Linked DNA regions of Mus musculus: region 2 is linked to region 1. The links are chromatin contacts, called in public HiChIP or PLAC-seq maps. All regions are on one chromosome and are shown on one strand. Each heading gives the region's core, a stretch centred on a gene start, on an enhancer-like site or on the middle of the called end of the contact. The rest is flanking DNA. Distances are from core to core; before and after follow the strand shown. Region 1 holds the start of Nifk (nucleolar protein interacting with the FHA domain of MKI67). Region 2 overlaps Clasp1 (CLIP associating protein 1).

Region 1 (3,010 bases), core at 164-2,663:
GTTGCTCTCTTAGATAAAGGGCTTCTTTTTTTATCCACTGAGTCTCAAAAATATTTTGCTTAAAATAATCTTCAGACCGGGTCAGTAAGGTGGCTCAACAAGTAAAGGCACTTGCCACTAAGCCTGAGTCCCCAAAACCCATACCGTGGAAGGAAAGAACTACAGCAAGTAGTCCTTTGACCTAGACACATGCGATGCAGCACAAGGGTGCACACACCCATACTCACTGACAGGCATACACTACACACAAAATCAATCAACCTGTCAATCAATTAATCTATAAGTAAATAAACAAATGGAGAAAAGACAACTGTTTCAACATAAGAAACTCTTACAAGCTTCTCCTTTTGTTTTCTCAAAATTCCTATTGTGTTACCTAAAGAAACTTACTAGGGAACTCAAGAGATGGCTCTGTGGTCAAGAGCTCACAGTCCTTAATTCCAGTTCCAGTGTTCTGATGCCCTCTTCTGGCCACTGCAGGCACTGCACATATAGGGTACATATACAGGCAAAACACTCATCGCATAAAAATAAAATAAATGGGGACTAGACAAATAGCTCACAGTTAAAAGTATTTTCTGCTCTTCCAGAGGACTTGAGTTCAGTTCCCAGTACATTGGACATCTCTCAACAGCCTGAACTCCAAGTTCAGGAGATCCGACACCATTATTCTCTATGGTCATCTGAATTCCTGAACACATACCCACTCACAGACACAGGTGTATAATATCAAAAATATAAATAGGTGTTGGATTATGCTGTGGAGACTTCCATGATGAGGACTGGTGGAATTTCAAGTCCTGAACTTGAGAGACCTCGGGGACTGGTGGAATTTTTTTCTTGTAGGGCAGGGTCTGGCCACTCTCCCACTTTTGGATGGTTAGAAAACCATTAGGGACGTTGGAAAACATGCGGGGGTGGGGGGACTGGGGAGGTTGGCCACTGGATCTCCTCAGGCAGGGGCCTGGCCACTTTCCTGCTTGAGCGTTTACAAAGTTTACAAAAGGAGCCCACAGAGGGGAAGGCTTTTCCTGTTGCACGTTGGCATGAACAGGCAACGGGCATGGCTAATGTTTGAGACTTTAAATTTGTTTTTGAGTCCATGGAGCCCAGGCTGTCTTCGAACTATGTTTATGAGAATGGCGCTGAACTCCTGATCCTCCTGCCTCTACCTCCCAAGTGTTGGGATTACAGATGGGGGCAGGGGGCGTGGCTCCAGTCACATTTTATGAGGCACTGGGTTTCAAACCTAGGACTGAGAACAAGCGCTTCACCAACGGAGCCTTAATCCGATTTTAAATGTTTTTAGTTTGTGGCCAGTAGGTGGCGCTCGAGCTGCCTCAATTCTAGACACCGGGGCCTGCTCTTTTGCTACACTTCCGCCTCTACTTCCGCTTCCGAGACGCGAAGGAAACGTCACTTCCGAAGGCTCCGCGTGGATTGACTTGTTCGGGTTCTCCAGCATGGCTGGGTTAGCAGGCCCCGCGAAGCCGAGTCTGGCATTGAACCCGCAGGAAGACTCGCAGTTTGAGAAGGCTCTGACGCAGATCCAAGGGCGCACGAAGAAGGTGAGCGGCGCGGGGCGGCCGGGCTGGCTCGGGAGCCAACCTCTCACGGGCTGGGAGACGATGGTTCCAATCAGGGGACCGAGGCAGGTCAGGAATCGGTGTGAGGTGAAGGAGGAGGGGTACCACGTGTGGGAGCATGGCACCCCCAGATCTCAGAATGTGTTAAAGCTGCCACGCTTCCGCTTTGACCTGCAAAATGAGGGTTCATGGTCTACCGCAGCATTCGGAAGGTGTGTTATGTCCCCTTAGTTTGTAGTGCTTAGAAGACGGAGTAGACGTCCCGAAGCCCACGTCCTGGGAGGATCGAGAGTCAGAATACAGCTCAGGGTCAGAATTCAGAATAGGGCTTCAACCTGTCAACCTGTCGAGTTCAGTTTGTATGCAATGTCCCTAACGGAAGTTTATAGTCCCTTTGGTTTGCACCATGGAGTGCATTGGAGAGAACGACAGCTTTTCTTTTTTTATTGTTGTTGTCCTGGGGGTCTTTTGGGAGGGTCGCTTTTGTTACAGTGTCAGTATAGGGTTTATTGTAGCCCAAGCTCACCTCACATTTGCTGTGCAGTCGAGGTCTTGAACCCCCTATATCCACTTCATGAATACACTATAGGTCACCCGGTACCCTACCTGACAGGAAACAAGTTCTTGTTCTCTGGGGTCATAGTATGGTGATAGAGAAGGAGAGTCTGCACCATGAAGGTTAACAACCGGAAACAGTTAAGATTCGGTGTAATAAACTGCCAACTGCATTCGGAGTTGAAGGTCTTGGTTTCACAGTGTTACTCTGAACATGACAGACTGTTACTTGCTTGTCCATTTAGCTCTTGAACACATGTTGTGCTGACTGTTTTGTAGGGACAGGTGGGTGTGGACATATGTGTGCCTTGGTGTGCATCATGGTGCGTGCGTGTGTGGGAGTCTGTCTCTTGCAGAGTCTGTGGCTCTGTGTGATTGAACTCAGGCCTCAGCCTTGCTCAGCAAGTGCTTAAGGGAAGAGAGATACCAAACACGGAGTTTTTCAGTTTCTGCCCTGATAGAGTTATGAGTTTGTTCCTGGACCAAGGGGAAAGAATGGTGTTGAAAATTTGTTGCAGGCCAGGCAAGGTGACTTTTACCTTCAATCCTAGTGTTGGAGAGGCAGAGGCAGGCAGATCTCCACCTAGCCTCTGAAAGGACTTTAGGAAGCTGGGTGGCGGGGACACACACCTTTAATCTTAGCACTCAGGAAGCAGGGGCAGGTGGATCTGTGTGAGTTTGAGCCTAGCCTGGTCTACAAAGCTAGCTCCAGGACAGCTGGGGCTACCCAAAGAAACTCTGTCTCAAAAAAAAGAAAAAGACATTAGAATTAATTTACTCTGAGGTTATGGAATGGTAACATACTTTCGTTGAAAAATAAAGACCTTTGCAGGGCATGGTGATATAGGACTTTAATCTTAGCATTCAGC
Region 2 (3,260 bases), core at 252-2,751, 81 kb after region 1:
AGCATCTTGACGAGTTTTGAGTTGCTTTTTGTACAGTGTGATGTAGCAGATCCATGATGATGATTCTACATGCGGGGAGCCAGTCACCCCAGCAACATTTGCAGAGCACTAACTGGCTTAAACTTTAACGTTCCTGTGTGTGCTCTCTCTCAGTAACTTTTATATTTTGCTTTGGACTTTTATTTCATTGCCTCTTGTTTGTTTGTTTGTTTGTTTGTTTTATTTATTATTTGTTTCATTTTTGTTTTCTGAGGTAGGGTTTTTCTGTGTAGCCCTGGCTGTCCTGGAACTAGCTCTGTAGTCCAGACTGGCCTCAAACTCAGAGCTCTGCCTGCCTCTGCCTCCCAAGTGCTGGGATTAAAGGCGTGCACCACCACAGCTCTTCAAGATTTTTAACTGTTCCTGTTAAGTCATATTTTGAAATGTTGGAATCAATGATAGGTTTTAGGAATTTGTGAAATGACCTACTATTTGGTTAAACATGTTAGATAGTATACTAGGAAATACGTTTTATTCCTGACTGCAAAACTGATGTAAGGTTTGGCTGGGGAGTACTTTCCTTGTTGCTTAGACAAAGTCAAGCAACCAAGGGAGGAAGTGTGTATCTCAACAGTCCGCTAGGGAGGGAAAGGCATGGCCGCCAGAGCAGGAGGCAGGTGCTCATGGGGTGCAGCCTACTGTTAGTAAGTAGATAAAAGCCCCTGCCTACCTTGTTTTTCATCTCCCACTTTTTAATTAGAATTTTTATTGCATTTTTAGTTATTTTACTTTGTGGGGGTGGGGTGGGGTCAAAGCTAGCAACACTCAAGTCACAGCACACTTGTAGAGGTCAGAGGACAACTTTCAGGAGTCAGAGCTCTCCTTCCACCATGTGGGGTCCTAGGAATGGAACTCAGGTTGTCATGCTTGGTGGCAGGCACTTTTACTCCCAGAGGCATCTCTTTTCCCTTTCTATCCAGCTCATGGAACGGTGCTGACCACATTCAGGGTCAAGACCTTCCCGTACCAGTTAACCAAAGATAGACCGTTCCCCATAGATGTGCCCTGAGATTTATTTCCTATCGGATTCTAGGACCTATGAAACTGACTATAAATATTAATGATCACAGGGTGATATATGGTAGATATGGTGTTATATGTCTCTAGTCTTACACTCAGGAAGCAGAAGCAGAGGAGTTTGAGTTCAAGGTCAGTCTGGGCTACATGGTGAGACTCTGTCAAAAATTAGGGGGTGATTCTGTATTTGATTTTTCACTTTTTTTTCCTACCCTAACCAGTTTCATTTTAAATAAATACTGAGTTTCAAATTTATTTTCCTTTTTTGCAATGAAGTCTGTGTTTTTCTACCAAAATGGAGTAAACAGCATGAGCAAAGTGTTTTGTCTGGACATTCCAAAGCTGAGCTAGGGAAGGCGTGTCTGCTTTCTCTCTCTCCCGGTCGGGGCCTGTGATCCTGTTTCCCTTACTGTGCTCTTTAGTGCTCACGAGTGTCTAGTGTTACTCGTCCTGGTGACAATCTTCCCTCGGGAGCCCTTTTCGAAACCCACATTCCAGATGTGGTGAAGGAGGCCGAGCTCTGCAGTGTGACCTTGATGTTTTGTTTCCCAGGATGTTTCACTCCAGGTCAGGATTTCTTAGCATCTGAGTAGGGAAACACCTGTGTCATCTTTGGTGCTGTTTGTGTGCCTTTGAGCCTTTTTACCAGTGGACTCAAAGACAGATCATTTCTCTTTCTTTCTTTCTTTTTTTCAAGACAGGGTTTCTCTGTGTAGCCCTGGCTGTCCTGGAACTCACTCTGTAGACCAGGCTTCTCGAACTCAGAAATCCGCCTGTCTCGGCCTCCCAAGTGCTGGGATCAAAGGTGTGCGCCACGACTCCCGGCTTCTCCTTCATTTCCTAGTTCTAAGCAGCAGATCAGAGAGCAGAACAAACACAGCTTTTGAGGGACAGTCAACAAAGTGATTGACCATCTGCTTAAACTCTGGACTGGGGACTTTGTCTGTAAAGTACTGTGTACTCCAGTACTTTCTGTGTACTCCAGAATTCTCTCTGTCTCTCACACACACAAGTGTGAAAAGCTAGGTGTGGTGGCCCAAGTTTGTAATTCCAGTGTTGGGGAAGTGGACAAGTGGATTCCCAGAGCCTCCTAGCCAGCCAGTCTAGCCAATAAGAGATCTTACCTCAAAAATAGATAGATGATAAGCAGACAGACAGATAGATGGATGATAGACAAAGAGACAGACAGACAGACAGACAGATGAATAGGACTGGTGAGAAAGTTCCGTGGGTGAAGGTGCTTGCCACAATTCTGATTACTTCAGTGTAGTCCTTGGGTTTGGAGAAGAGAAACGATCTCCTGAAAGTTGTCCTTTTATCTCTGATCTCCAGAGGCCCTTTATGGCATGCACACACACAATAAAGGGTATGCCCAAGATTGGCCCTGGCCTCCACACCATGTTTATATGTGCACATGCACGTGTAACTCCCCACTCCCATGAGTTTAAACTCCTCTAGTGGGAATGCTGCAGAGAGAGTAGCAGGGGCTTTCTGTTTTCTTTTCCACCTGTGTCTTCTTAGGGAGAGGTTGGGCTGCCTTTATCTGAATTGAATCTGTAGCTCTCTAGCTATATCTTCATGTACCTCTTGCTCATCCAGGAAGTAGTGGGAGTTTATTGTTATTGTTTGTTTTCTATTAATCTATTACACCTCAGGCATGAATTTCCATTCGAGGAGAGCAGCCCTCTAAGGAAAGACGTGCTTCTCAGTGTGCCCCGTCTTAGTGGTGGAGGTGCTCTGTGTGTTGCTTGGCTGATGAGTGTGCTCAGCACATGGCTCTCGACCTAGACCCTCGTTTCTAAAGTAAACACAGTGGAAAAAGCTTTCCATTCTGTGGTTTTATTTTTTTCAGAACTAGGAGTAGATTTCCTAGCTCACCAAAGCATTTGCTTGGGTATAGTAATGATATTTTGCTGAATTGTTTAGTAATGATTGTATAGAAGAATGACTCTAAAATCTCTCTGGAATTACTAGGTGAGACATCTTCCAAGGTAGGGTAGGGCTAGAATGGATGTAGAAATGGTATGTTAATGAGAACAGACCTTTTAATGAAACAATAACTTTTAATGAAAACTGCTGCCATTAAGAATTATTCTTGGGCTGGCGAGATGGCTCAGTGGTTAAGAGCGCCGACTGCTCTTCCAAAGGTCCCAAGTTCAAATCCCAGCAGCCACATGGTGGCTCACAACCATCCATAAGGAAAT

The links. HiChIP or PLAC-seq counts read pairs in DNA pulled down with a chosen protein or histone mark.
Region 2: a contact with region 1 is called in an H3K4me3 HiChIP or PLAC-seq map of embryonic stem cells, with 3 times the contacts expected there. The contact joins the enhancer-like site here to the promoter of Nifk in region 1. A contact is called at or near these places in 8 of 39 promoter capture datasets (the 3T3-L1 cell line, the C10 cell line, cranial neural crest and 5 more), 24 of 484 Hi-C or Micro-C datasets (CD4 T cells, CD8 T cells, the G1E-ER4 cell line and 14 more), 10 of 115 datasets of contacts at active chromatin or transcription factors (the 230-238 cell line, the SCID.adh cell line, bone marrow-derived macrophages and 3 more) and 4 of 9 other capture datasets (adipose tissue, embryonic stem cells, liver and 1 more).

Annotation. Positions count from the first base shown.
Region 1 is chr1:118,320,430-118,323,439 of GRCm38.p6, forward strand. Nifk (nucleolar protein interacting with the FHA domain of MKI67) reads left to right here and starts at 1,414. Exons shown (of 7, transcript NM_026472.4): 1 at 1,414-1,568. The coding sequence starts at 1,464.
Region 2 is chr1:118,401,245-118,404,504 of GRCm38.p6, forward strand. All of the region lies in intron 1 of Clasp1 (CLIP associating protein 1), which reads left to right. Among named protein-coding and RNA genes, the nearest start is that of Clasp1, 14 kb to the left of the region's middle. Within about 2 kb of position 1,502, at least 28 of the 459 cell types and tissues checked have an H3K27ac peak or open chromatin away from gene starts, as enhancers often do. A contact at or near this core is called in the G1E-ER4 cell line, embryonic stem cells and trophoblast stem cells, where this site is marked.